7 separate regions of the Mus musculus genome follow, and all the other regions are linked to region 7. Evidence: chromatin contacts called from public HiChIP or PLAC-seq and promoter capture Hi-C data. All regions are on one chromosome and are shown on one strand. Each heading gives the region's core, a stretch centred on a gene start, on an enhancer-like site or on the middle of the called end of the contact. The rest is flanking DNA. Distances are from core to core; before and after follow the strand shown.

The links. Promoter capture Hi-C pulls out the DNA fragments that hold promoters and counts their contacts. HiChIP or PLAC-seq counts read pairs in DNA pulled down with a chosen protein or histone mark. Capture Hi-C pulls out chosen DNA fragments and counts their contacts.
Region 1: a promoter capture Hi-C map of embryonic stem cells shows a contact between it and region 7, with 3 times the contacts expected there. The contact joins the promoter of D630033O11Rik here to the promoter of Thy1 in region 7. A contact is called at or near these places in 6 of 39 promoter capture datasets (the 3T3-L1 cell line, embryonic stem cells, hippocampal neurons and 2 more) and 2 of 115 datasets of contacts at active chromatin or transcription factors (embryonic stem cells and forebrain).
Region 2: an H3K4me3 HiChIP or PLAC-seq map of forebrain shows a contact between it and region 7, with 4 times the contacts expected there. The contact joins the enhancer-like site here to the promoter of Thy1 in region 7. A contact is called at or near these places in 4 of 39 promoter capture datasets (frontonasal cranial neural crest, hippocampal neurons, liver and 1 more), 4 of 484 Hi-C or Micro-C datasets (the G1E-ER4 cell line, cortical neurons and embryonic stem cells), 5 of 115 datasets of contacts at active chromatin or transcription factors (SST interneurons, astrocytes, embryonic stem cells and 1 more) and 3 of 9 other capture datasets (embryonic stem cells, liver and pancreatic islet).
Region 3: an H3K4me3 HiChIP or PLAC-seq map of the SCID.adh cell line shows a contact between it and region 7, with 6 times the contacts expected there. The contact joins the enhancer-like site here to the promoter of Thy1 in region 7. A contact is called at or near these places in 4 of 39 promoter capture datasets (embryonic stem cells, frontonasal cranial neural crest, hippocampal neurons and 1 more), 2 of 484 Hi-C or Micro-C datasets (the G1E-ER4 cell line and embryonic stem cells), 3 of 115 datasets of contacts at active chromatin or transcription factors (the SCID.adh cell line, embryonic stem cells and forebrain) and 4 of 9 other capture datasets (adipose tissue, embryonic stem cells, liver and 1 more).
Region 4: an H3K4me3 HiChIP or PLAC-seq map of craniofacial prominence shows a contact between it and region 7, with 5 times the contacts expected there. The contact joins the promoter of Oaf here to the promoter of Thy1 in region 7. A contact is called at or near these places in 3 of 39 promoter capture datasets (embryonic stem cells and neural stem cells) and 5 of 115 datasets of contacts at active chromatin or transcription factors (the NIH/3T3 cell line, the SCID.adh cell line, craniofacial prominence and 2 more).
Region 5: a promoter capture Hi-C map of adipose tissue shows a contact between it and region 7. The contact joins the promoter of Ddx6 here to the promoter of Thy1 in region 7. A contact is called at or near these places in 1 of 115 datasets of contacts at active chromatin or transcription factors (memory CD8 T cells) and 1 of 9 other capture datasets (adipose tissue).
Region 6: a promoter capture Hi-C map of hippocampal neurons shows a contact between it and region 7, with 3 times the contacts expected there. The contact joins the enhancer-like site here to the promoter of Thy1 in region 7. A contact is called at or near these places in 5 of 39 promoter capture datasets (embryonic stem cells, hippocampal neurons, liver and 1 more), 1 of 115 datasets of contacts at active chromatin or transcription factors (fibro-adipogenic progenitors) and 2 of 9 other capture datasets (embryonic stem cells and pancreatic islet).

The regions. Positions count from the first base shown.
Region 1 is chr9:43,258,252-43,262,542 of GRCm38.p6, reverse strand. D630033O11Rik (RIKEN cDNA D630033O11 gene) reads right to left here and starts at 2,664. Exons shown (of 3, transcript NR_168927.1): 1 at 2,484-2,664.
Region 2 is chr9:43,330,607-43,334,524 of GRCm38.p6, reverse strand. Trim29 (tripartite motif-containing 29) reads right to left here. Exons shown (of 9, transcript NM_023655.2): 8 at 2,139-2,215. Among named protein-coding and RNA genes, the nearest start is that of Trim29, 22 kb to the right of the region's middle. Within about 2 kb of position 2,139, at least 37 of the 459 cell types and tissues checked have an H3K27ac peak or open chromatin away from gene starts, as enhancers often do. A contact at or near this core is called in astrocytes, cortical neurons and forebrain, where this site is marked.
Region 3 is chr9:43,347,695-43,351,807 of GRCm38.p6, reverse strand. No RefSeq gene overlaps it. Among named protein-coding and RNA genes, the nearest start is that of Gm36799, 8.0 kb to the left of the region's middle. Within about 2 kb of position 1,532, at least 12 of the 459 cell types and tissues checked have an H3K27ac peak or open chromatin away from gene starts, as enhancers often do. A contact at or near this core is called in the SCID.adh cell line, where this site is marked.
Region 4 is chr9:43,237,306-43,241,596 of GRCm38.p6, reverse strand. Oaf (out at first homolog) reads left to right here and starts at 1,781. Exons shown (of 4, transcript NM_178644.3): 1 at 1,781-2,290. The coding sequence starts at 2,024.
Region 5 is chr9:44,602,729-44,606,466 of GRCm38.p6, reverse strand. It overlaps Ddx6 (DEAD (Asp-Glu-Ala-Asp) box polypeptide 6), which reads right to left and starts at 1,575. Exons shown (of 14, transcript NM_181324.3): 1 at 1,515-1,575.
Region 6 is chr9:43,480,798-43,484,662 of GRCm38.p6, reverse strand. No RefSeq gene overlaps it. Among named protein-coding and RNA genes, the nearest start is that of Gm36855, 38 kb to the left of the region's middle. Within about 2 kb of position 2,367, at least 43 of the 459 cell types and tissues checked have an H3K27ac peak or open chromatin away from gene starts, as enhancers often do. A contact at or near this core is called in fibro-adipogenic progenitors and hippocampal neurons, where this site is marked.
Region 7 is chr9:44,041,826-44,045,971 of GRCm38.p6, reverse strand. Thy1 (thymus cell antigen 1, theta) reads right to left here and starts at 2,588. Exons shown (of 4, transcript NM_009382.3): 1 at 2,496-2,588; 2 at 1-15. Gm39323 (a long non-coding RNA gene) reads left to right here and starts at 3,788. Exons shown (of 3, transcript XR_870686.2): 1 at 3,788-4,146.

The DNA.
Region 1 (4,291 bases), core at 1,415-3,914, 780 kb after region 7:
GGAATCTGGGAGGAAACTCAGGGCTGAGAGAGAAGGAACCCAAAGAATGAGGGAGACAGAAGGAGGCTTTACAGCGGGGAATCAAAGAAGTCAACGTGTCTTAGGCAATGGGAAGGTTAAGACTGGCCAGATGAATGACCCCAGGAACATTCAAGTCTTTTGGGACAATGTTGGGTGTAAATCAGGAGGGGGGGTGTCCCTGGAGTCCTCTATCTGTCCCTGCCCTGCAGAGGAGACATAGCCTTACAGTTAGACTGTTAGGAAAAGAGCAAGCTAGGCAAGAACAGGGACATTCCCCAGGTGGAAGTACCCAGGTCTCCCAGGGGAGGGCAGGCCTTTCCTGAGACTGAGTGAGTAGGCCCTGACCAGTTTGGGGTGGGTTTCTGTGGGTGGCTGGAAGTGAATCACACTTTCTTGTGTGCTGCATAGGTCTGCGTGGGTTTGCTGAGTCAACATGTATTGTCCCACCCATCTAAGGCTGGTGACTGGCTCAAGGGTGATGACCCTGAATACCAGAGGGCTCCCTAGAGCTGGGGCATTATGAATAAGTGTCGTGTTTGAAGTCAGGAATGTCCCTGTGTGCAGTTCACCCTACTGAAACCAAGTGTGTGTGACAGTATTCTGTGAGTGTAGATGTATGCAGATAAAGACTGTGTGTGTGTTGGGGGGTGGGTACTATTTACAGAAACAGGATCCAACAGATATGGCAGTCCTGAAGAGATAGGGAAACTCTTTGGGGATAAAGGTATGTAGCATGTGCTCCAAATTCCCCCACACTCCAGTTCCTGGGTTTCCAGATGTCCCAGCCAAACTGTGCACAGATGTGTGCCTCAATGCTATAGCCATAAACAGACCTCCCAGGATTTTTCCAAAGGAAATGTGGAAATATTTTGGTGTCTGATCTGGGCAGCAGGGAAGAGTGGGGATGGGGCTTGAGACTGATGCTTCCAACCTGAGGGGCTGAGGAGGCTCCCACGAACCAGAGCCCAGAAGGCTCTGATGGCTTCCAGAGCACAGAAGGCTCTCATGGCTTCCAGCTCTACCGCCTCACTGGAGCCTCAACCCACTTTAAGAAAAGAGACCCAGCAGCTCTCCCAATCCCTCATCCCCTCATCCTCTCTACCTCCACCTCTGGACCTCCCCTCCACCCCACCCCTCCACCCCCTCCCAAACTCAGGATGAGCAGCTCTGCCCTTCTCTCTCTGTTCTCCACAGCACAGGCTGGAAGGCATCAGGCTCCAGGATGCAGCCTGAGCCCCCGCCCCAACTGCACACACTACCAACCCCCACCCCCACCCACTGCACACACACTCAACCCACCACACACACGCACACTGCACACACCACCAAGCCACCCTCCATACATGCTGCACACACACACACTGCACATACTGCACCCACACACACACACACACTGCACACACCGCCAACCCATCCCCCATACATGCTGCACACACACACACACACACACACACACACACACACACACACACACACACGCACGCACGCACGCACCACCAAACCCTACCCCACCCACACCCTCATTTTCTTTCTCATTTCAGTTAAGAGCCCTCATAGCCACCATGCGCATGCCCCCAGACATGCCAAGCCTTTTGTTATTGCTACACAAGTTGTTTGTGCTCACAAACCACACAAATTGCAGCTAACAGATGGCTCCATGGGTCAAGGACTTGTCACCAAGCCTGATGACCTGAGTTCAAGCCCTGGAACCCACGTGATGGAAGAGGAGACTGAACGTTGTGCTTGTGTGCTCTCTGTCTCTCTGTCTCTCTCTCTGTGTCTCTCTGTCTCTGTCTCTGTCTCTCTCTCTCTCTCTCTCTCACACACACAACATAGTAATTATTTTTAATTGCAAAAAATAGAACATAGCGTTTTAACTAAGTTTACAATTTGGGGGCTAGGCTGCATTCAGCTATCCTGTTGGTCAGAAGTTATTAAAAAAAGAATAACCCAGCCGGGCGTGGTGGCGCATGCCTTTAATCCCAGCACTTGGGAGGCAGAGGCAGGCAGATTTCTGAGTTCAAGGCCAGCCTGGTCTACAGAGTGAGTTCCAGGACAGCCAGGGCTACACAGAGAAACCCTGTCTCGAAAAACAAACAAACAAAACAACAACAACAACAACAAAAAGAATAACCCTTCAGCCTGAACCTGGTCCCTGGGCAGCTCTGTCACCTTGGGTAAAGCTTAATTCCACGTCTCACACCACAATCTCCTCATCTGTGAAGCAGAGAAAAACCAATCCATTTTCTGCTCACTGTGTTAGTGGGAAGTGGGACCCGAGAGGCCAGTGCTTAGAATTCGGAGGCTTTTCCTTCTCAGCGACCAGGGACCAATTCTCCCATGGTGGATCCAGATGACCATCAATCGCTTGTTCACTAAGACTCTTTCAAACTCTGCGTTTGGCTGCACTTGCTCCCTGGAGCCTTCCCCCTCAGTAGGCAGGGACAGAGGTTAGGACTCACCAGACACCCAGGGCAGGAAGGGCTCAAGTCATAAGTTCCATATGGGACTGTGCAAGAGGTGACACCGATGCCGTGGTGCAGACAGGAAGCTGCGCCTCCTTCACTCTGTTCCTTATTTTCATTATTTTCTTTATTTTCATTCATTTACCTGCTTCACTGGAACTGCTCCGAGAGCCATGACTCTATGCCAGACACTGCACTAGGCATTGGGAATTCAGATGATAGTGTGAATACAGGTGCAGTTACGTTCACAGCCTCCTGGAGGAAAATGACAGGTTCCCACACTGTGTGAGCCGTGCTGAGACAGCAGGAGCACTGGATGCCACTGTGAGGCACAGAGGTTAGCCTGCACCCAGCGAGGTGGGACAGGTCTCCCCTCAGACACTACAGGAGTCTTGCTGAGATGAGGGAAAAACACAGCAGTTTCTTGGTACCCCACAGCTTAGAGGGTGGCACGAGGAAAATACACCCGACAGAGAGGTTCCAGGGTAGGATAATTAATATTTTGCTAAGTGGGAAAATACAAGTTGTGATGCTCACACGCACGCGTGCGCGCACACACACACATACACACACAAAGCTCAGAGAAAGCAAACTGGGATTCTTCTCACAGAAATTAAAAAGAAGGGAGAGAGAGAGAGAGCAGTTAGAAGCAGTTACAGGCAATTCTGTGGCTGAAAGAGCATTCCCTACAAGATGAGGCCCACTCTACTACCGAGCCACACACTACCACCGTCTTAGGGTTTTTATTGCTGTGCAGAGACATCATGGCCACAGCAACTCTTAAAAAAGAAAACATTTAATTGGGGCTGGCTTATGATTTCAGAGTCCATTATTGTCATGGCGCAAGCATGCAAGCATGTAGGCAGACATGGTGCTAGGAATTCTATATCTGGATCTGCAGGCAGCAGGAGAGAGAGAACGTTTGGGCGTCTTCATTAGGGTTTTATCTCTGTGAATAGATGCCATGACCACAGCAACTCTTATAAAGGAAAACATTTAGTTGGGGCTGGCTGAGGGTTGGTCTGTCCTCATCATGGTGGAAAGCAGGGCAGCATAGAGGCAGCCTTAATGCTAGAGAAGTAACCAAGAATTCTACACCTGGATCTGTAGGCAGAAGGGAGAGAAGGGTGCAGACACTGGGCCTGCCTGGAGCATTTGAAGCCCACTTCCTCCGATAAGTCCACACCAATCCAACAAGGCCACAGCACTTAATCTTTTCAAATAGCACCACTCCCTAGAATCTATGGGATCATTTTCATTTAAACCACTACAACCACCAAGCTACCCCACCATACTACCACTGTGCCACCCTACTTCATAGCAGTAGCTACAAGACAAGAGATTCCCAATTGTCCATTCAGTAGGTAGGAAACCTACTTCTAGACACCTACCTCCTCCCCCAGAGTCTTACATTCCCGGGGAAATTGGCAGATCTCAAATTCATCTCCCCATCTGGAAGCTCCAATTTAATAGAAATAGGTAAAGGGTTAATATTAGCTAGGGGTGTAGCTCAGTTAGGAGAGAGCTTGCCTACCATTATGAATTTCCGATTCCTTCCCCAGCAACCTGTAAATCAGGCATGTTTAGACCACACCTCTAGTCCCACATCTAGAGAGGTAGGGCAGGGGGATCAGAAGTTAGGGTCATCCTTGACTCTACAGCAAGTTCAAGGGAGTTATTTTTTGTGAACTGTAGATATAAGTATAAAATATCCAAGGGACAGGTAAAGCCGAGCATGCCGTCATTCAAAGAGACCTGAGAGTGTCTCAAGGGAGCACTTAGTAGGTCCACCAGAACCAAAGTGA
Region 2 (3,918 bases), core at 890-3,389, 710 kb after region 7:
TGAGCACACCACTATGCCAGGTCCTCCCTCCGCTGTGCTCCCTCCCCACCATCCACAATTGTGGAGCTCCAGCCTCTCTTGCCAGAGCTTTCCTAACCTCCTCTTTGAATCATGTCATACGGCAATTTCAGGGAACTCAGCCCCTTTCTCCCTTCCTCCTAACCCCCACTGAGAACTCAGTCCCCCACCCCACCCCCCAGACTGGCATGGAAGAGCAAAGAGCTGCCCCTGGCCAGTACAAGCACTGCCAGCCTCTGGAGGGTCTCAGGAATCAGCCTTGTCCCTAAGTGGGTCAGGCACAGAGCCTCTACGGGCCTCCCAGAAGCTCTGGTCTGACACTCTTGCATAGTAGAAGTCAGGCGTAGGCAAGGCCAGGGCAGGAGGGTCTTCAGCCCAGACTCCGGCTAAACCATTGATTCATAGAAGACAAAACTAAGGCCCCAGAAGGAAAACAGGGCATTGACAAAAAGTTACAGGGCTGCTCTAATAGAGCAGAGCCTGGAGCCAGGTCTCTCTAACCCTCAGGTCCATTCCAGGGCCCCCAAAGAAGTCCACCATGCTTTGGGTAAGGTGAATAGGCGAGAACTTGTCTTTCAGAAAGGCTGGGTCAATAGTGTATGGATTGCAGGCCAGTGAACAATGTTGCTGTCTGAGAGCTGTCTGAGGGGCAGGGGGCGTGAGTGGGGTGCTCATTTCCATCCCTCCCTAGTTAGGGTCACCACATGTGAGAGTCACAAGGACTATGAGATCACCCAAACTGCAGAATTCATGTTAGAAATGGGGAAACTGAGGCATGGAAGATCGACTCACACAATATCACATAGGAAGCTGGTGCTGGCTGGGGCCTAGGCACAAGGCAGCCTGGCTCTCAGGCCTCCTACTGCACTGGCCTCTATCCTCCCAACACTAGGTGTCACAGTAGGACAGCACAGCCTTGTCCTGCTGGAGCCTCCGAGGCTGGAGAGCCAGGAAGGTGCATAGGAGGGAGAGGGATAACTCTCTCCCATTATCTGTTTCCCACAGTCCTGCTGCTTCAACGCCCTTGGGCCCAGCTCCGCATTACATGCAATCGCTTAGCTCTTCTCGCCCACAAATTAAAGACTTTTTTCAATTAAACCAGCCCCAGCCGCTCTTTGTAGAACAGAGTAAATCTCGTGCTCTGACCTCAAAATGCAAAAGCAGCTGAAGGGAGGGCTCTGACCCCCATCCCCCACCCCCATCTCAACAAAACCCTGGTGTTACCTGCATGGCTCACTGGATGACCTCTCAGGACCTAGCAAGCTGTTGAGAGGGAAGCATTAGGGGAAATGAAGCCTCCAGGGTGGCAGTCTGTGATCAATGCTATTCCCAGGCACGGATAAGACTGTCGGTCCACAAGGGGGGGGGGGGCACTTCGTCTCATCATCACGTTATAAGGATGAAGAGAAGGCCTGGAGAGATGGCTCGCTGGTTAAGAGCACAGACTGCTCTTCCAGTGGTCCTGAGTTCAATTCCCAGCAACCACATGGTGGCTCACAACCATCTATAATGGGATTTGGTGCCCTCTTCTGGTGTCTCTGAAGACAGTGACAGTGTACCCATAAATACAAGAATGAAGAGAGTCTTGAAAAGGGTCTGTGGTTCTGAGATGCCAGCAGATAGTCTCCGTCCCTCGGCCACATCCTCCCTCCAGTGCTGCTTTCTAATAGCCCCAGCTTAGAGTTATTAGAGAGTAAATTCTAAATATACCTTTCTAGCTTTCTAGCTCCCCGGCCCCCATACACACACCATCACCCCTAATGGCCTCAATGCTGTCAGAAATAGAAAGTAGCCCTAGGAGTGACACCCATCACAATCACATGCCTCTTGGTGACCAAGCCACCATCGATACTCAGTGATCACTTGCAAATACAAACATAGGATGCGTGTGTTACAGGTTCTAAACTGAGATCAAAGGCAGTGTGCAGTTACTGGTCCCCTGCCTGTAAGTCCATTTCTCTATCTTTGCTACATGTTGGTGTAAGGGTCACTGCTGCCTCCTATGCTCCCAGCATGGCCCAGAAAAGTCACTCTTGTCAAACAGACTCAGGAAGCCTGCTCAGTTGCCAGGTCCCTGGACATGCCTATGTTTGGCAACTCTCCCGGTACGCCGTACTCACCAGCAGAGTCTGCTTGCCAGATTTCCAAGTCTGAGGCTGGGCCTTGGGAACTTGGCTCCGGAGGAGGGAGGGAAAGCCTGGGAAGACAAAATGTTCCAGTTAGGAGGAGCCCTGGATGGCAATCAGGAAGCCCCATAGATGGAGCAGCTTCAATGCCTGCCCCAAAGTGACCCCCAAGCATCATCCAGCCCAAGGCCAAGTTCAGCCACCTGCAGAGGTGTGCAGCAGCTGGGGCAGTGCAGTTGCCAACTGGACATCCTGAGAGGCAAAGGAAGGAGACAGCAAGACAGACAGAAGAAGGAGGAGCCAGTCAGATGGATGAGGCCAGACAGCAGGAGAACGTTGTCTCCCTGTCTAGGTCTGCACTGTGCTGCCAGGATCACCACCCACTGGCCCAGAGGGCTTAACAACCATAGACCTGTCCCTTTGCCAGAGTCCAGGACAGTCATTCAGTCAGTCAGCAGCCCCTGCCAACACTGCCCAGAAGGAGGGACTCCTGGCTCTGCTGTGAGGGTCATTTATTGAGCTCCACTTGTGCCAAGCATCATGTGAGTGTCTGCCCCTGTTTGGTCCTTTCTTTTAGCTCAGCAGTTTGCCCGCAGCAAGGAGCTATCAGAACTAGAAACCAAGGCTAGCCAGACTCCAAATCCATCATTCCACTCCTTCTGCCTGGCTCTGGTTGTCTCACATCTCACCAGCAGCAGACCAGGAACCCACAGAAGGTCAGCCATTGGCCAGTGTGACTGTCACTCAAGGCTAAGACAGCCATCCCAAGGTCCCAGCAGGTGGCTCTCAGTACTTGATGAGAAGGGGGTAGCCAGAGTAAGTCTGCCTGCCTCCCCACCCTCCTTCTTAGCCCAGGCACTCTATAAAGGGCTTGACTGGGAGACGCAATGGAAAGCCTGCTCGGCAGCAGGGCAGATCACCCATGACTTGGAGAATGAGATGCTAGAGAGGTTCTCAGGGTCAGTATTTGGCAGCCACGATCCAGCGAGGCTGTGGCTGCATGCAGTGGGCCCTACCACCTGCAGAACTTCCCACTGCACTGAGCAAGAACCCCTGGAGCTGTCCCTGCACCTAGGGTGGAAGCTGCCAGAGAAAGAGAAGATTCTATGGATCCTGGGTGACAATGAAAACTGGAAGTTGAGACCTGGCCTCTCTCTTTCCAGAAAGAAAAACCCATACCAGCCATAAGAGCTAAGGGGACAGGGTGGCCCAGGAGACCAGCCTTGGCAGCAGACAGAAGTCCAAAGAGAGAGAGCCAGGATGGTGGGGACAGGGGACATGCATATCTCTCTCTCTCTCTCTCTCTTTCTCTCTCTCTCTCTCTCTCTCTCTCTCTGGAACAGGACCCAGGACTCCCTAGCAGTGGCAGAGATCCCCCCACAGCATGGCCCACCTGCCCTTCTATGACAGAGGAAGGGGAGGGATGGGGAGCAGGCAGGTACCCGGATTGTTTTTAAACAGCCCACTGCGGTCCAGGGGCTTGGAAAACTCTGCAGTGGCCTGTCCCAGGGTTGTGAACTGATAGGGGGTTTTCCCAGTGCCTGCTGGGAGAGAGAGAGGTGTTAGCAGTGGCATGGGTACAGGCTTCCAGGAGGCTGAGGCTCTAACACCTCTCTGGGGCCCTGTGCTCCCCCTGTGGACTGGGCAGAGGGTGTGGGAGGAGGGGTTCTCAGAACTGCGGGCTATGCTGGCACACAGGGCAACTTGGCTAGGCCATCTCTAGTCAGCTTGAAGGTGCCTGCCATGAACTCGCTGGAAGTGAGAAGCCCTTCCA
Region 3 (4,113 bases), core at 283-2,782, 690 kb after region 7:
AGATGCTGGTTCAGTGAGCGGAAGCCCCGAGACAAACAGGACCAGTGTGGTGATGAAGCCAGAGAGGAAATGTGGATCAGCAGTGGCTTTGCAATAAGTGCCATAGGTCACCATCATGGCCGTAGGAGCATCGGAGTCCAGACTCCAAGCCCAGAATGTTGTCTGGAAGGCCAGAACCTCAGCAGCTCTTTGTTTTTCTAAAGAAAGCAACTGAGGCTGGAGAGATGGTTCAGTGGTTAGGAGTATTGGCTATTCTTTCAAGCCTGGTTCAATTCCCAGCACCCACATTCGCAGCTGTCTGAAACTCTAGTTCTAGGGTGTCTGACACAGTCTCACAGACATACATGCAGGCAAAACACCAATGCACATTGTGTGTGTGTGTGTGTGCGTGCGTGCGTGCGTGCGTGCGTGTGTGTGTGTGTGTGTGTGTGTGTGTGTGTGTGTGTTTATGTACATAAATGAAAAAATTTTTTAAAGTGGAGAGTAGCGCTCCTTCCCTTGGTCCTATACAGAGTCCCATGATGTCTTAACGCCAGGGCCACTGAGCCCACCCCCACCCCCATCTGGTATCATGCCTAAGTCATTATCATTCTGAACAGTATTAATAGAAAAGCTGGCGTGGATATGGGAGCACGCCTGCCCCCGGGGTGTGGTAGAACAACTAATGTTCTGTGACGCCTCACAGCATGGAGACCACGCGTATACATTTTCCTCATTTGTTCCCACAACAGAGTAGCCTAGGTAAGGCAGCGCTTCCCTCTGCTTCCCTCTTCTTTGTTTTACAAACCAGGACTTCCATGCTGAGGGAGGCAAAAGGGTCTGCCCAGGCCACAGAGCCAGGCGCCAAGGGATAAGAACTTGAACCGATCTTGTTTCCACACCCCACCCTTTCTCTTCTCAGGACCTACTCTCAGGAGCTGAGCAAGAATTGGGCTGGATCCCGGGGAGGTGAGAAGAGGAATGGGGTTTGTCATAAAGCTCCAGCAGTGTGGCCTTGGCTCCCCTGGACTGTGGGGCTCGTGTGACAGGCAGGAGCCACCTCCATGGGCTGCTAGGGGACATTCGAGGAAGAGGAGAACAGGAGGCTAAAGCGTCCAGCACAGAAAGTGACAGTTTATCAGTTTATGGTCCCAGAGGTTCCAGAGAAAGAATAAGGGGTGGGTTACAGGAGGGGGCGGGACTATATCTTGTTTGTCACTCCAGAGGCAGGAGGTGGACACATCGACAACCCTCCCAAACCACTCTGACTTTACAGATCAGAAGTGATTTCTCCCCCCCCACCCCCACACACACCAGATCCCCTCTCTCCCCCATAGCACCTGGAGCTTCTTTCGGGGTGGGAGTTGGGGTGCTGGACTCAGTCAGGAAGTGCAAGGGAACTTACAGCCCAAGCAACTGACCTGATGCCTTGGTGGGGGGAGGGGGGTTTGCCACCTGGAGGCAGTGAGCTCTCATGGCCTCAGCCTTGGAGCTGGCCCTGCGTTGTACTTTTCCCCTGAGCGGTGACTGGGGAGGAAATGCGGTCTCTGTGGTGAATGCTATCTGATAAACCTCCAAACCTGCCACAGTTTCTTTAGCAGCACAGTGGGGTTACAGGTGGGTAGAATGGGGTGTCTGTCTGGGTAAATACACCGCCCTCCCTTTCCAGGGAGACCAGAACAAGCTCCAAGTGCCAGCTGTTTCTCCTTCTCATGAAGGTTACCAGGGTGAGCTCTTCCCAGCAGCAGGACTGGCAGAGTGGCAGGGAGGTGGGGTGGCGGGTGGTAACAGGAGTATTCAGAGGCGTCTCCTGTCCTCCAAAGCAAGTGTCCCTCCCTGCCTATGGCTCCCAAACTTCCGACATCACCACGTTCATTCTGAGACTGTCCATATACCCAGCCTCCCTCATGTACCATTTGTCCCTCGGAGTCACCTGAGCCCTTGATGCATATGGTCATCATGAGGCCCTCAGAAACGGACTTCAGCACAGGGCAGGTTGACATGCTAAGGCTCGAGACTAGGAGGGGTCCACTGCTAAGGAGTGTCATGTCACCTGGGTCCTGTGTTTTGATTTCACCCAGCTGTGCCTGTGTGCATTTAGATTAATCCCGTTAGCTGGCAGGAGCAGAGCTACCGCTGTTTATCAAGAGTGCTTGTGTGATTCAGCCTGATATGCAGCCATCTTCCTGAGCGCCACAGAACACTGCAGAGCGCCAGGCCCTTCATCTCTCCCCGGCCTCAGGAAGAGGCGGAGGGGTCGTGAAGAGATGACTGGACCCCCAACTCTGCCCTCCTCACAGACCTGAGCATCCACTGCCTTCCTCCCCTGCTGTCTTCCTCAGCCCCTGCCAGAGCCACACTGTTATCATATCCAAAAGACTCCTAGGTCTGAGAGGTGCTGAGAGGACCCTGCCTCCTGCCTTGGAGGAGCTCATAGTATCTGTCCATGTCTAGAGGTATGTCCTGCTGGTGAAATCAGCCATTGTTGATGGTGTTCTTGGAAGCATTCCACTCTGTAGTGTTTCCAGGATCCAGCAGTGAGGATAGTCTGGTGACATACAGTCAGAGCAGGGTCTCATCTTGACTTCGTGTCCTTTGAAAAGGTACCACACATATGGCCCCTCATTTCTTCATCTGATAATTGGGATAATCGATCCCTCATCCATTTATAGGGTAAATCCAAAGGCCAAAGCCAACAGAATTGGTTCCTGTCTGTCATTTTGCACTTAAATGTGTGTGTGTGTGTGTGTGTGTGTGTGTGTGTGTGTATCCCAAGCTGACTTCAAATTCAGTATAAAACCAAGGATGGCCTTAACCTGTCTCTGCTGAGATTATAAATATACATCACAGTGCCTGGTTTATGGAGTACTGGGATCAAACACAAGACTTTGTACATAATGATCAAACATTCTGTCAATGTAACTACATGTCCAGCCCTTTGTGAAGGACAGGATTTTGCTATGTAGACAAGGTTAGCCCCAAACATGCAGCAAACTTTTTGCCTGTTCCTACTGAGGGCTGGGATGACAGGCATACACCACCGCACACAGCCTTTATTTGTATTCTTGCTATGTGCTTTACAGCCAGCAGTGGGGTCTGGCACCCTCAGACACCTCTGGTAGGAAGATTGAGGCTAGGGGGTCGGCAACCATCCAAGGCCAAGCTTGGCTCCACTGACTCCAAGCCCATCACACATGGTCAATCTTTGGGAGACCTAGGATCATGTATAGCCATCTGCACAACATCAAAATGATGTGATAGCCTCTACACGGAGACAGTGGAGTGGGACAGAATACCGACCTCCACTAAAACTGACCAGAGAGATTTTTCAGTGGATACCTTCTTGACAGAGACAATGGATGCTAGCAACAGGTCTGAGTTCAGCACTTAACTCCACTCTCTGTGGGTATACGACATCCCAAAAGAAAGTCCCAAGTTCCACTCCACCCAAAATGCCCATGAGCAAGGCCGCCACTCCCCAGTCTCCACCACTCCCCAACATCTTGCACTCTGCTCAAGTTCTGATATGGCTTCATCTGTCCTTTTAATAGCTTTTTTGATACAGACTTTAAATGCCAGCTAGCTCTCCCATTTAAAATGGGCAATTCCAGGCTGGGAGGTGGCTCAGTCAGTGAAGTGCTTGCCTGAGCTCGCACTTTCAGAAGCCACATTTAAAATGCCAGGACTGGCGGCTCCTGCCTGTAATCCCCGCAGGAGGGAAGCAGATCCTGGAGACTCACTTTTTGGTTGTGTTTTGGTTGTTTGTATCTTCCTTAGCAAGATGCACATCCAGAGCTCTTGTCCCTCTTGTCCGTATTATACCTGGGCACTTGCCTGTTATTAGCTAGCTATGTTATTTATTTCCTTGTATTGTAAGACCCTTGGTATTCAGATTTGAATACCTCGCTGAGCCCAGTTGCTTGGTTCAGGAGGATGACCACAGTTCTGATTTAAACTGACTTGGACCCAGGTTTTTCTTCAGATGCTTAACGGTGGAGTGTTTATTATAGAGTCCTCTGTGGAATAGAAAGAATCACGTTTAGAAAGTAACATACACAACGCTCCTGTGTGTACTTGGTGCTAGGGCATTTCTCTGTCTCTCTCTGTCTCTCTGTCTCTGTCTCTGTCTCTGTC
Region 4 (4,291 bases), core at 532-3,031, 800 kb after region 7:
CACTCCCAGCTCGAAGGCCTCTTTGAGATCTAGCATCCTGTCAGGCAAGAGGCCAGCTCTGAGACCCCAGGCAATTCGGTGCTGCCAGCTCAGGCTCTAAGACCCCAAGGAAACAATCCAGTTATTGTCTGGCAGCCTGCCCCAACTCCCCAGAGTGAGGAAAAGATACTCCTCGAGCCAGGTGCTTCCCCATAAAGATGCTGTCAAGGACCAAGTGTCTACCAACCTCTGGCTTATCAAGCACCACACTGGACCTTGTTGCCAGGGCTGCCTCCCTGTCCTCTCCCAGAAAGTCTGAACCTATAGGCTTAAGGATCCTGGAAGCTGTGTCATAATGAATATCAAAGTGACAGTTGAAGTAGGGCAAATTTAGGAAGCCCCGAGTGAGATGGAGGACATCTTTTTTTAATTCTCATTTTTTTATTAGGTATTTTCCTCATTTACATTTTCAATGCTATCCCAAAAGTCTCCCATACCCTCCCACCCACCCACCCACCCCCACTTTTTGGCCCTGGCATTCCCCTGTACTGGGACATATGAAGTTTGCAAGTCCGATGGGCCTCTCTTTCCAGTGATGGCCGACTAGGCCATCTTTTGATACATATGCAGCTAGAGTCAAGAGCTCCGGGGGTACTGGTTAGTTGATAATGTTGTTCCACCTATAGGGTTGCAGATCCCTTCAGCTCCTTGGGTACTTTCTCTAGCTGATGGAGGACATCTTAAGTCCCCTTCAGTCCTATATGTGTTCCAAAGGACGGGCTCATGCTAGTTGGGGGTGGATCATGTGCTAGAGATCCCCTAGGAAGGAAAGATGAAGGGGGTGGAGTGGGGAGGCACAGTTTCAACCATCTGTCATCAAGACCCTAGAGACCACAGGGCACCTGGAACAAACAGAAGTGGCAATGGACAGGAGAAACAATGGTCCTGGCCATGCCCAGGGGGCCTTATCTCCAGGGACGCCCAACCCTCTGTGTTCACTAGCAGACAGTTAGGCTCAAACAATTTTCAAAGTATGCTTGTGTGTCACCAACCAGAGGGGAATCCTGCTCCCCAAGTCTTCACTCAGCTTATTGGAGTCTCTGGCACAGCAGGAGTGTCTTTTTGTGGCCCTTGATTGGTGCTTCCGTTATCGGAAAGAGCAGAGGCCCTGAGCGGTGGGCTGGGCTGGAGAAAGGCTGACTGAACACAGGAGAGAAAACTGAATAACGGCTCATAAAGTGTTAAGCTCCTTGATGGCCGCATCCAGATTGGCCGCCTCACTTACAAAAACAGCTCACACCTGATGGATGCACAGATGGCCCTCAACCCCTAATTGCACTCCCCGACCTAGGAAAAGACCAGAATGCTAGGTGAGGCCTGATTTTTTCCCCCAGCCGCTTTTGAGAAATTCGCTGTGTCAGAGAAACTAAAAGACTAAGCAAAACCTCTGAAAACCCAAGCCCGATTATTTCATCCACGTGGCACCAGAACAAGCCAGAGGGGTGTAGGGGGCGGGGGAGTCACCCGTCCCGCCCTTAATGGGAGGAAGGGATTTGCCCGGAGCGCAAACTCTGGACAAGGCCCGGCCGGTGACGGGGCGCGGCGGGAGGGAGGGATCCAGAGAAAGCCAGCCTAGACCACAAAGCGGCTGAGCCCCGTGGTCCCCAATCCCCGCCCCTCTCTGGGCCACTGCGGTCCCTTTAAGGGCCAAGAGGTGCGCGGTCTCTTTAAGGCAGGTCCTGGTGGTTTCTGTTTTCTGAAGGAAGTGACGGGGGGTGGGATTGAATGAAAAGTGCTGAACGGAGTCCGGAGCTCAGGAATCGGGGCGGCTAGGGGACACGCACGGGGGGCGCCGTCCGGGACTCGGGGTGCGTGGCTGTACGCGGCCCACGTGAATTCGCTGCACGTCGTGGGGAACCTCCGGGTTGAGTCTCCCCTCTAGAAGTAGGGGACTGCCGGGAATCCCCGAACCGGACCCCCAACTTCGAGCAAACTTTGTAGGCGCGTCTCCCCTCCCCCACGCGGCGCGCCGGGGGCCCCGGGGATGCGGCCCCCTGGCTGCCGCGACGTCCCCTCGGCGCGCCCCGCGCTGCCGCTGCTGCTGCTGCTGCTGTCGCCGCTGCTGCTTGGGGCGCTGCACGGCGTGGGCGCGGGCAGCGGCGCTCCGGCCGAGCTGCGGGTCCGAGTGAGACTGCCCGACAGCCAGGTGATCGAGGAGAGTCTACAGGCGGACAGCGACGCGGACAGCATCAGCCTTGATCTGCGCAAACCCGACGGCACTCTCATCTCCTTCATCGCGGATTTCAAGAAGGTGAGGTACCATCAAGAGTCCTGTCCCACCCACCACGGAGGGCGGGCAAGCTGTCGGGCGTCCCAGGAACCCTCAAGCCCGCAGAAGAGAAACGCAGTGCCGAAAGGGGAACGTGACATGCCCAAGGTCACCTCTCTAACTCGCTGCCCACTCTCTGGCACCCAGATCCCGGTCTTTATTCTCTTTCGTGAACCCCTCTAGCTTTTTTGTTGCTTGGCTCTGAGTAACCAAGGCCCTTCTCACGCACTGACCGGCTTCAAAGCCCGCTCCCTCCTCAGCACTCCAAGCTGACACTCCGACAAAAGTTCTTGTTAACAAGGCCTCCTTTCTTGCCACTGCCTCTGTGACTAAAGGGGAAATCCACAGGTGGCAAGAGGACCTTGGGCTCTCCCTGTTGTGTTGGTGTGAAGTTAGTTTCCCTTACTCCGCTGTTCTTTGGCAAGGAAGCGGTTTCAAGACCTCCAGCCTGGAGCACCATTCCGGGATCGCTTTCCCTGCAGAGCTGTCTGCCCTTGGTCCCTCCCAAGTCTGGTAGCAGCTCTCCTCTGTAACCTGAAGGGCTGAACTACTTGGGAGCCAGAGGACCTAGGCAGAGTTGGGGGAAGGGAGGAGAGAAAAGGGGAGGTTCCCCTCAGTTGGAAAGGGTGGTCGGTGTCTCCGCCCATGCCTGACAGGGGCTGGTGAAGTCCACAGTTTAGCTGCCCCCCTCCCGTCCCGTCTCTCTCTCTCTCTCTCTCTCTCTCTCTCTCTCTGTCTCTGTCTCTGTCTCTGTCTCTGTGTGGGTGTGGTGGTATGGAGAGAAGAAGAGATGTTAGAGTTATCCAGAAATGGAACTCCAGGGTGCTGAGTGACGGTGACCCAACAACAGAAATCTCTGAAAGAAAAGACAGTGAAATGCCACCCCAGTCATCCCAGGAGCCTAAGACAGGAGGAACACAAGTTCAAGGCTATACAGAGCTACAGAGTGAGACCTTATCTCATGGTTGGGGGGAGGAGAGTCTTCTAATCATCCACTCTCAGCTCTTCCCCCTAAAAGGAGGCATTGCACCCCTCTGTCTTTGGGAGAGGAACAGAAGTGACGAATATCCAGGACTAAATAGCCATCCCTCCTCTTCCCTCCTCTCCTCTCCCCTCCCCTCCATTCCAAAACTGAGAGTTATTTGGAGACCTTGGAGGGAGAGGGGGCAGAATTTGGGCAGCCAGCTAGGGATCCTGTGAGACTGTCATGAGCATCAGAGGTACCAGGGAGATCCAGTGTTGGGTAGAGTAGAGGTGAGCCTGGACTGATGTTCTAGCCCAGGCCCAGGGAGTCATCCTGACCAAGGACTTAGCAGAATGGTAGCCCGTGCTTGCCACACAGGCCCAAACTGGGTTCTTACATGCAAATAGGGCCAATGAGCCAGTGTGTGGAGAAGGGGAAACTGGTCACTCAGCACATCCAGCCAAACTTTAGGGACATTTTATGTATGGTGTTCTGGACAGAGTCAATCAGGAGTGGGTATCTAATCTCCCCTCTAAGCCTCTGACCTAAAAGCCAGTCACAGAATGTGCCGTTAGTGTCCCACCCACCTGCCCAGTAGCCCTGTGTTGTGATCACCCTGGAACCTTAAAAAAAGATTTATCCATCCCTAGGCTCGAAGTCTGATAGCCAAGCTGGGTGGGGCATGAAAGGCTAGGAGTGGAGCAGAGCTTTTCTAGCCTCTGGCTACAAAGGGTTGTGATTGCTCTGCTCTGAAAGGCGACCAGGAAAGAATGCACCAGAGGAAAGCACCAGAGCCTGCGATGGGGTGGTGGCCTGCCATGGAGGTGGGAGACTAGGGATTGGACTGAGTATGGGGAGGGGGACATCTGGTTGCTCAGATGGAGGGGACATTCAGAGTTGATGGCAAGTGCTCTTTTTAATCCCCATAGTGACTCAAACCTTTCTCACCCAGTTTTCCAAAGTCGGGTTTGCAGGTTAGCCTTTGACCCAGAGCTGGCATTTCACATCTACCCCTGGCA
Region 5 (3,738 bases), core at 326-2,825, 560 kb before region 7:
CGTCTAATTAACAGTTATTTTAAGAAAGAGTTGGTCAACCTCCTCTACTTTAAATTGTTCCCCAAATGGAATTCTCAAAATTTGGTAAATAAAATATTACTAAGGACTTGTAAGTATAAGTCCAACTCCTTCAGTTTTATTTTGTAACCCCCTTACATTTCACTGGCACCCGAAACACTAGCTTAATTAGTACTGGTTATCTTTGCCTCAAACCAAGTATCCCAAATCCATAATTTAGAAGTCAAAAGATATCTCAAGTTAAATACATCAACTTGCTCACAAATGCTTCTATCACATTAAATTGTTTATTTGTTATCTCAATAGGTATTTTCTGTATTGACAGCATACGATCAACAGTATCAGGTCCGTCAAACAGGAAGGCTTACTGTTTGTACAGCACTAAGAGGATGAAGGGGGCAACCTCTGAATCCTAACCGACACCATCAGTACTGTCAATCAAGCACAGTAAAACCTCCTAGCGCCTTAAACCCAGAGACTTCGATAACTGCTCCCTCCAGAAACGGATACCTGCACTGCAGCTTTATGGCTCAGTGGGAAATTTTTCGTCCTACCCCTTCCCAATTTAGATTTGCAAGTTATATTCCTAAAACAAAACCACGAAGGAACATAAGACTTAGTTGGGAGGAGCCCCTGGCAGAGTTAATTACAGCAGGGCCCAGACCGTGGTTAGCAATTGACAGTTTTCACACCTAAAACAGTCCCATAAGCTCCAACAAGGGCTTTTGTTTGCAAATACAGGGCGATTTCTATACGCCTCAACAGGAAGTAGGAGTGATTGGGGTTCTTACGAAGGTAAAGGGGGGCTATGGCGAAGGGAAAACCCTAAGCCAAGAATCGGAGTCCGGTAACCGTAAGGCAATAATTCCTCGCCCCCTCCCCCAACTTCCCTCGCTTCAAACCCAGCTCCCTCGGATCAAAAAGCAAAAGGGTTTCTGCCCTGCAATCCTATCTGCGCCACAAGAGCCGGAACCAGCTCTGCGAGTGGGAAACAATAGGGACTCCCCCCCCTCAGAAGGCCCGGAAGAGAACCCCGAAACTGGACCGCCTCTCCTCCCCTCTTACGCCGCCGAGTCTCCCCCAAACCCTCTGTCCCCACCAACCTGCAAGGCCTACTTGCAAGCGAGCAGCCGCGGCTCCTCTCCCAGCCGAGTCCCCGGCCAGCACAGCCCTGCCACCCCCCGCAGGGCTGCCCTGCCTCGCACTCCCAACCTCACTCGGGTGTCCCGGCCGGTGTTCCGTCCCCGCTCCCGTCTACCGCACCGCTCGTCCAGAGCTCCCCGCCGCTCCTCCTCCATACCCCGCACACGCCACATTCCTCGGTTCCACTCCTCTCCGCCGCCCCCGCTCTTCTCAGCGGCCACCCGCCCGTCCTCCCGGGCCAGGCCTGGGCCTCGGGCTTCTGCCCGAAGGGGGCTCCCTGATACCCTCAGGATCCTGCCGACCCCGACCACGCCGCCTCACCCCACGCCCCGCGGCTCGGGCCCGAGTCCTACCACCGAGGCCACTCCCGCTCCGCACCCTCGGTCCTTTATTGTTGACTCGAAGCTCCCAAAATGGCGGCGGCTCCTTCCTCCTCGGAAACCTCCGCCCGCCCCCACCCGGCCCCTCGCCGCGACGCCCGCCGCCCCGCCCCGCCCCCGCCGCGACGCTCGCTGCCCGCGCAGCTCGCCGCCGCCGCCGCCGCCGCCACCCCGCACTACCTCGGCCGGCGCCCGCTGTGCCGGCGCCCCCGATGTCGCCGCCGCCGGGCTGAGCTGACTCTGCTGCTCTGCCCCCTCCCTCGCCCGCCGCCGTCGCCTCCCTCCCTCCTTCCCAGCCGCTCCGCATGGCGGCGGCCGCGGCTCCTCCTCCTCCACACAAGATGGCGAGAGCTCGGCCGCTGCAGCTGCAGCCGCCGCGGCGTCACGGCTTCCTGGGCGCGGCGGGCGAGGGTCGGGAGAGACCGGCCTTTGACGGGGCCGAGCTCAGGGAAACACGGGGTTGCTTTCGGGACGGAGGGACGGACGGATGGACGGACGGGCGAGAGGGCTTGCCTGCAGAGCTGACGAGACCGCTGGGGAAATGAATGGCGGTGGCCGAGGACTGTCGCCCTTGCCTTCGTTCGTCCCTTCGGAGCTGGGCTGACGGGTCCCGGGCCGGAGGGGACGTCTGCTGACTGCTGACCTCGGACACACTCGGAGGGCAGCCTGCGCGGGTCCGGAAGCTGAGCTGGGATGGCCGGGAGGACGCTGCGAGGCCAGGGCGTGCAGAAAAGTGGGGCCTTTGGGGCCGATGCTGTCTGAGAGGGAGCGGGAAGGGGCACCGGGGGAAGCAGTGAGCCGGGAGCGCGCCCTCGGTCGTGGGCTATCAAACCCGGAGTGCAGGCGAGGTGACCCTTTGCTCCTGCCCGCAGTGGCACTCTTCTAGAAAGAAGGGCGGATCGCCTCTACCAGTGAGGGCTCGCTGTGCAAATGGGAGACCCGTAGATTCTCCTGCCTGACCCTTACTGCAGATATTTGTGCGTTTGTTTCTATGATTCTCGGATCCTGATGTCTTATCCTTAACCTAGAAAGTCGTCTTGTTCCAAGCAAAACAAACTTTTTTGTTTGTTAAGTAAAAATCGAGCTGGGCCGGAGAAAGTTAAAAACTCGCGTCTTACGCTGCTGGAGGGCTGGAAATACTGACAGTGGTTAAACCCTTTGGGACAGTGCGATTCCTTACTAAACACCGACGTTAGGGAATCCTGGACAGTCAGTACTTAGTCACTGACTTGCAGCTTCCATATTTTTACCGCTGCTTCCAACTTGAGACCAATCAGAGAAAGCCAAATATGCTCTCTAAACCAATGACTCCCTGCTTCCAGCCCTCCTGCTTCTTAGCTAGCAACATCCAATCAGAATAAGTCTGAAGCCCCCCCCCCCCTTTTAAACCGCTGCGCTCTCCTGTTTTTTGTTTTTTGTTTTTTACTTGAGAGCCCAAGTCTACCAAACTCCAGTGCATGCTTGCCATAGCAAGCACAGAGTAGAATAATAGCCAGTTGTCATTTGTGCCACCACACCCAGCACTCTTAATGTATTATGATGATGGTGATGCTTTTTGCAATTCTGAGTTTAAAGCATTTTTATCTCCCACCCAGATTTTAAAATAGCTACTCCTGCAAGGGAATAGGCCCATACCTTGTGTTCACTCTGGAGAGAAGCTAAGTGATCTCTTAGGAAAAGCTATGAGGCTTTGTTTGCCCCTTTTGCTTGCTTGGTTGGTTTTAAGACAATTTCTCTGTGTAGCTCTGGCTGTCCTGGAACTCACTCTGTATAGTCCAGGCTGTCCTCGAGCTCATAGGGACACCTGCCTCTGCCTCCTAAGTGCATTCGCCACCAACCCCTGACCTAAAAATTGTTTTTATTTCTCTTAAAGTTTATTTTATTTGATGTGTATGGGGACCTGTATATCTGTTTACCATGTGTGCCTGGGAACTGAGGAGGCCGGAAGGGGTCCTCTGATCCCTTGGAGCTGGAGTAACATGATTGTGAGCTACCATGTAGGTGCTGGAAATGAACCATGCTGTTCGCAAGTGCAGCCTGTGGGGGTTTTTTTGTTTTGGTTTGGTTTTGGTTTTGGTTTTTTGGTTTTTCGAGACAGGGTTTCTCTGTATAGCCCTGGCTGTCCTGGAACTCACTTTGTAGACCAGGCTGGCCTCGAACTCAGAAATCCTGCCTCTGCCTCCCAAGTGCTGGAATT
Region 6 (3,865 bases), core at 1,118-3,617, 560 kb after region 7:
CCAGGAACCAGCAACCAGCAACTCACAACCAACAACCAACAACCAACAACCAACAACAACCAACAACCAGCAACCAACAACCAGCAACCAACAACCAACAACAACCAACAGCCAGCAACTCGAAGCCAACAGCAGCAGCAGCCATCTACAGCAGGAGGAACAGCAAGCTCTATACTCCTCTCAGAGCTCTTGCATCTATATACCCTCCCTCCCAAGAGTCCCCAGAATTCCACATCTCATACATTTGTCAAAACTATCTGCAGCTGGCAAACTCATGCCCCTCCCAGAGCATGAGGCAAATCAGTCTGCTGTTGTGGACAATCTGAAGCAGCCCCATATCCCACACCTTGGGATTGAAATATATTCCCATAACATTCCTATGTTTTTAAAGAGACCCAAATTCTCATTACACTTGTTTATGTGCCTCAAACATTCAAGTACAAATGGGACTGAAGAAATGGCTCAATCCATCAGCAAGTAGAAGAGCCAAGTTGTATTCCCAGCATGTTCTACCCAGCCAACGACTGTCTGTAACTTCCAGCTTCAGTGGATCCAGCGCCCTCTTCTGGTCTCTGTGGACACTGCATGCACAGGGTGCACATACATACATACATACATACATACATACATACATACAGGCAGAACACTCAGACACATAAAATACAGGGTGCACATACATACATACAGGCAGAAATCTCAGACAGATAAAATACAGGGTGCACATACATACATACAGGCAGAACACTCAGACACATAAAATACAGGGTGCACATACATACATACAGGCAGAATACTCAGACACATGAAATAAAAAAATCTTTAAAAAATTTCAGGTACTGAAATCTTGCTCCACAAGATGATAATACTATGAGACCTTCAAGAATCTCCTTAATGGCATTAGTGCCACTAGGAAAGCGATCTGAGAGAAACCCTTTACCCCTTCCACTATGTGAAGACACAATTGTCATCTATGAGTCAGGAATGAGGCTCCCACCGTGGGACACTGAATCTGCCAGTTTCTGACCCTGGACTTCCCAATCTTCAAAACTATGAGAACGATACTCTGATTTCTGAGTTACCCACTCCGTGGTATTTTGTCACCACAGCCCCAGTAGACAAAGACAAACACTAACCCTGATGTATAGAACCACACATGTCAGGTGTTTGGGAGCCAGACTGTCACACTGGGTTGTTACACTGATAATAATGTCTGGGGAGCTTGCCTTCCCAGGGCAGTCGTGGAGCTAACTAGAATCAGGTTGGCAGCTGGTGTGTGCTGGCAGTCTGAGAGTGTGTGGGCAGAAAGGGGGCAGCCTGATGTCTTTTCTGGAAACCAGACCATTGTCACAGACTCTACAGTAGTCCAGTGTTCCCTTCCTCTCCCCCTGCTCATGGGGAGTAAGAAAACCTGGGCACTGTGAGGGGTGACAACCTCAAAGTTTCCTCAAATCTCTCTTGTTGAAACACAAGGCTGTGCTATACTCACGAGTCCTCTATAACACAAGGCCACTCCAGTCTCCCTGGGAAGAGAGGATACCTCCTCTAGAAGGGTCCAGGCCGCCTGACAGGAGAGCAAGGCTTCAGCCTGGCTTCCCATTAAATCCACTGCTGCTGACCAGCCTCAAAACACCTGCACCTTGCCTTCCTGCCACAGCAAAATGACACAGACCACATGTGGAGGACCTTCGAAAATAAATAGCTGACATAGAAGTGTGTGATCCAGGACTGCCCTTTGGGATTCCCTTATGACACATGTCCTGAAGTCTGCACGGGAACTGAAGACCAGGGCTCCACTCCAAATGCGTCACTGAATCTGCAGCCCAGCCCAGATCTCCTCTTTGCCTTCAGCTGTCTTCTGGGCCTCTCTCTGTTTTTCTGACTGCAGGACTGACATCTGTACTACAGGGATGCCCTGGGAGGGTAGAATCCACCATGTGTGAGGATCCAGGGGCCTTGGCAAGCTCCTCCCAGTACTGAGGAGCTGAGCGACTAGAGAAGCTGAGCCAACCTATAGCAAGGTGTACTAGAAGCAGGGGAGGGCTGTGATGAATTGTTTCGGTCCCTTCAGAGCTGTGACTGCCAGATGTGAAGCCTTGCTAGGTCTCACTCCTGTTCTCCAAGCCCTGCCTATCCAGATGCCTCCGATGGCCAGGGCTGGGGAGAGAGAAGAGACGTCAGAGCCATAGAGAAGACAGCAGCAGCGGTAGTGCGTTTCATCTCTGAGACAGTCTCATCCTTCCATGGGGGAAAATGGCCCAAGCATTTACTCTTCTCTGAATGTTTGTTGAGCTCAACATGCAGGCCCAGTGGGAAACCATGTAATAGAACATTGTCTTCCAAGTTCTGAGCTGTCTCCCAGGACTCCAGAAGGCCAGTGTGGCTGCCTGCCCAGCAAGAGCCCTGCACAGCTTTCTGCAGTACTGTTACATCCTCACCGTTTAGGATCCGCTTGCTTTTCAGACAGTGGACAAACAGCTCAGACAGAAATGCTTTGCTGTGAGAGGGTGCTGGGTCTGGATTAAGGATTCCAGGTTCTAGTTTCCCTTGCACTGTGTCTCAGCAATTTCATATCTGCAAAGAGAGATGAGCAATGTCTGCTCTGCTTGCTATGGGAACAAATGAAACGGAAGTTACCAGATTGGTTTAAACAGGGACAAAATGATGTAATTATGGAATACAGTGTTGGGCATTCTCTGATGCCTACAGGAAGCTGCTATGGTCATCTTTATAGGACCACTAGGCAGTGGGTCACCATCCAGGACCTGTGACACCTGTGTCACTTAGGAGGAGCACAATGCTATAGGATGGCTTAGTTTTGTTTGGTTGGGTTTTTTAACATAAAAATACTCAAATACAAACCCCAATATACAGTGTTGAGAATAATCTAATAATTATTCTCAGGGCACTCTCCCTCCTAATGAACTTACACTCAATTTCAGACCTTGGGTCCCAGGTTTTGCAGCAAGGACAGCCTAGACTCCCAGCCTCTTTTCCCAGAGAGGAGGCTGACGCTATCCTGTCTTGTTTGTTAGGTAGTAAATTCCGAACTTACTCCTTGATGAGTTTTTCCAGCTGGGAAGACTGTGTGAGCTCCTGGGGCTAGAGCCAGCTTTGATGTCTCTGGTTCTGTCCCCACACAGGGTAAGATTGGCTTCAGCATCTCTTTGTTTGGGCATAGACACCTCTCCTGAGGGATGTATCCTGTAAGTGGTTTGATCTCAAGGCTGGCACATGGTCGAGCTGTCACAGCTGCAGCTGCCTTGGCCACACACCCCCATACCCCAATTAGGAGTTTTCCAGCCACTTAACTCCACCATGGGCTAGGAGCCAAAATGAACAGTCTCTTGTGGGTCCTTAGAGCTCTCCTCCTTCCCCACCGCTCTGGCTGACTGTCACTCAGTAGCAGAAGGTAGGAGTCAGGGACAAGATGACAGGCCCCAGGCACTTCCTCCCCCAACTCTACCTCCCTTGTCACAAGAGCAGCATGTCCCTTCAGGAAGAAACCTCTGGGACTCTAGGTGACAGGGTTTTTAGTTGGCATTTGTGCAGGGTTACCCAGCATAGAGGAACAACGGCCACATGATGCTGCAGACAGCAAAACTCAGCTAAGAGTCAAAATGCCTGAGGAGACTTCCCAACCCAGCCCCACCCAAGGTCCAGTGGCCATATGCCCAGGCCTTGGATTACAAGCTTTAGTAGTTACTGTCTGGCTCTAGACAAGGTAGTTACTACCCTCTCTGAGCCTTGGTGTTACTGTCTGAAAAAGAGATAAAAGAATGTGCTGTGCCCACCCTGTTGTTGGATAAGGACTTAATGAGCATGGTAATAAAAGTTGAGTTAGCCAAGTGCTTGGTAAACAGTAGGT
Region 7 (4,146 bases), core at 1,339-3,838:
GTTCCGACTTGGATTCTGTGGTGGGGAAAGCTACAGGTCAGCCAGCTGGTAGGACAGGTGGGTCCCCATTTACCTTGAGGGCTTGAGATCCACGGAGCACATGATGAATACCTCAGCCCCTCTCTTTATCCCCTTCTCTTAGGGAGTGACACTGCCTAAGGTCCTTTGCCACTCAGAGAAAGCCAAGGAAGTGGGAGCCTATGTCCTGGGTGTGTGTCTGTGCTGTCCCTGAGCACCTCCCTGCTGGGTGACTTCATTACTTTCTTCTGGAACTTAAGACCTACAGAGCTCACACCTTTGATTCCAGCACTCAAGAGGCAGAGGCAGAGGCCAGAGGCCAGAGGGCAGAGGGCAGAGGCCAGAGGCCAGAGGGCAGAGGGCAGAAGGCAGAGGGCGGCAGAGAGGGGCAGAGAGGGGCAGAGAGGGGCAGAGAGGGGCAGAGAGAGGCAGAGAGAGGCAGAGAGAGAGGCAGAGAGGCAGAGAGGCAGAGAGGCAGAGGCAGGCAGATGGATTTCCAGGCCAGCCTGGTCTACAGAGTGAGTTCAAGAACAGCCAGGGCTACACAGACAGACACTCTCTTGAAAATACAATTTTTTTATTTGGTAAGCTATACATACCTTTTATTGTCTAATTGGTCTGACTGTATGCTTTAGGGGTGTTAAGCTCAGTCATATCGCTGTGTAGCCAGTCTCTGGAACTCATTCAGATCCATTAAACAAACAAAAACCCCAAATACCTCCCTCAAGCACTAGTTTGTTCAGAAGATGACCCCTAATGTCCAGGTCAGCCCTAGCATATAGTAGATACTCAAATACTTGCTTACTTATTTACTGACAGGGTTTCACTATGTTTCTTGGGTTGGCCTCAAACTCACGAAGCTGCCACCATTTCCTGAGTGGTGGCATTATAGGCATGTACCTCCACCCAACCTATTATTTTATTGAAACTGTATCTCCTCTCCCAATGTATCTCAGGATGTCCTGCCTCAGCTCCCTGAGAGCAGAGTAAAAGACATTTACCGGATAAATGAGGTTCTCCGAACCGTACACTCAAATAGGATTTTGATGGGGTCTAAGAAAATGGTAGGTATCCAGCATTATGCCCCAAGTGATAAGTCATGCAGAAAGCTTAACGGCTAGGGATGAGATCAGGCAAGCGAGGTGCCACAGAGGCCTGTATAAGACATGGGACATGAGTGAGAAGCACGGAGGCCAGAGATGCTTGCAAATGGCCAGCTCTTGAGTGTTCCTAGGGCTGCAGTTTTCTGGTCCTGTGTTCATTGCTGCCCTGCACAGGTTCTCTGCCTTCCCCACAGTGCCCTAGCTCAACACACCGGCAGGCTGTCTAGCCTGTCCTTGCCCAAGAGAGGCACAGTCTGCGAGTTCGCGAGCTCCACCTAGGCTAGGAACATCCTTTGCACAGGGCGGGCCACTCTGCCATTCTCTCTGCAGTTCAAGATCCATGGGGAAATAGACTAGGATTTCCGGATGGGCTATGGCAGTGAATGTCAGCCTGGGGTGGGGGGAGCTGCGACCAGGAGCCAGATCCCAAGGTTCTGTGGCAGAGAAAGGGGACTATTAATTAATTAATTAATTAATTTTAGAGACAAGGTCTCCTTAAGAAGCCTTGGTGAGCCTGGAACTCGTGATGTAGCCCAAGTTGATCTCAAACTCCTCCCGTCTGCTTCCGCCTCCTGATGGTTGTTGGGTGGCAAATGACTTGGATTTGATAACAGTGGGTTATGGAGGAGGGAGTGTGGGCTTGAGATTCAGGGGAGGGAAGGGGGAACACTAGAGAAAAGAATTGGGGCTGGGGCTGGAGAAGCCTGGCAGAACTAGATACAGGGGTAGCGTGATTTGGCAGAGGCGCAGCAGTGTTTTCGGCGCCCCGAATCTCATACCCAGCCCACCTAAGCCCACACCCAGACAAACTTTGCGCCCTTTCCCTGAGGCCCGGCTTGGCTAACCCCACCCTGATGCTATTTCCTCATTTTAATCTTCCTCTACCAGTTGAGATTCTCCCGCTCCCTCCCCCCTCCGCTCCCTCGCATCCTTTCTAGCTTTCCCCTCCCCCGCGCCTGCCACCCAGTCCCCTCCCGCAACATTGCGGTTTTCTTACCTGCGGTGCCCCGCACCCAGCCAGCCACGAGGTCACCCGCTGGGGACTCCCTCCAGTTTGCCACCCACCTCCTCCCTCTATTCGCACCACTAAAGCGATTTGAGCTTGGGGACCAAAGGCTGTCCTTGATGTCCTTCCTCATGGTTCTCCTCCGGCACCCACTCTTCGAAAGCGTCCGTTAGCAGGGAGAAAGCCCGTGACCCCGCACTGCCTTCCTCTCCCACCTCGACCTGGGAGCACCTTCTTTCCCCAGTTCCCGCGCCCCCATATAGGAGCGCCCTGGTATCCTTTCCCAAAACTGTAGCTGGGGAAGGCTTGCATCCTCGCCCTGCGGCGGTCCTTGCATGTGCGGGTCCCTCCCGTCGGCCTGCTCTCACCTGGACTCCCCTAGCTGCAGCCTCCTCCTGGTGCGCCAACGCCTCCAGTTGCTGCACCCAGCGCTGAAGCCCGCAGTTTTCACCAGGGGTGGGGAGAGAGGGGGGAGCAGGGAGGGACTCTAGATTCAGCCAATCGGAGGCTGAGGGAAAAGGATGGAGGGGGTGGGGTGGTCGGCGAGGGCTGACTGGAGGTGTTCCATTTGGGTGTCCGAAGTGGCTTGCTGCTACTAAAGAGGCACTCTCAGTCCTGTGATTGGGCTGACTCGCCCAGGGAAAAGACGGTTAGGGACCCTGGGGGTCGGGGTGGAGCAGTCTTCTACCCATACCCCGGGACGCTCTCCTTTTAAGGTTGTAACCCTTTCTTTGCTTGAACCTTCAGAAGCCTGGATAACCAGAGGGAGGCCCTCCAGCTTCCCCCATTCCTTTGCCTCTTGGCTGGAGATCTGCTCTTGAGCCTCCAGTGACAGGTTTTGGCTTTGGAGCCTGTTATATCAGCAAAGGGAATGGATTGGTTGTTTTCCATGTTTTCCATGCTACTGCAGCCCTTCGGAAGCAAGGCAAGGGGTGCATCTGCCTGGCTTGTTTCTGCTTCCCAGGCATCATGCCCACCTTCAGTTACTCAAAACACTTGGCCCTGTTAGGGAAACAGTGCATTCTGCTTGTAACTCCGGATCTTGAAGTCGCACCTATTTTCCTTCCTTCCTTCCTTCCTTCCTTCCTTCCTTCCTTCCTTCCTTCCTTCCTTCCTTCCTTCCTCCTGCCTGCCTGCCTGCCACTCTTTCTTTCTTTCTTCCTTTCTTTCTTTCTTTCTTTCTTTCTTTCTTTCTTTCTTTCTTTCTTTCTTTCTTTCTTTCTTTCTCTCTTTCTTTCAGATTTTCCACCAGGATTTTTCTGTGTAACTCTGGCTGTCCCAAAACTCTCTCCATAGTGCAGGCTGGTCTTGAACTCACAGAGATCCACCTGGCCCTGCCTCCTGAGTACTGGAGTTAAAAGCATGCACCACCACCTCCAGGTGAACTTGCACATTTTGGCCCAACCAGCTAGAATGTTCTCCCTTCTGTGAGTACAAGATGATCCCGTTCCGTCTCCAGACAAGGAAAGGAGGCATGCCTTCTAGCCAGCATTGCTGGGGTCATTACATCCATGGCCACTTACTAACTCCACTCCCATCCCAGCAGACTCAGCCCATCCACTCCTTGTTTCTTCATGGCTGGTTAGTAGTCAGGCTGACCAGTTGTAGGACTTGGGAACTCAAGAGCCCAGTGCTGAGCCACTCTACTCTTCAGCTAGTGGCTGAGAAAAGAGAGAACTCTCAGAATGGGGAAAGGCTGAGACCCGGTTTTGGGTCCTCAGGAATGATACCCCATCTACAGCATCAACTTGATGTCACCAAGAGGCTCTTTCTAAAACCTGTGCTAATGATTTTGTTTACAAATTATTTTTAAATGAAATTTAAAATTGTTTATACTATTTGTGTGTGTGTGTGTGAGCATGTGTTTGCAGAACAGATTTCCAGAGTTGGTTGGTCCTCTCCTACCACGTAGTTCGTGGGGACTGAACTCAGGCTGTCAGGCTTGCTGGTAGGCACCTTTACCCACTGAGCCATCTTGCTGGCTCCTGTACTTATGTTTTTTAAAGGCTAGTTTGGTTC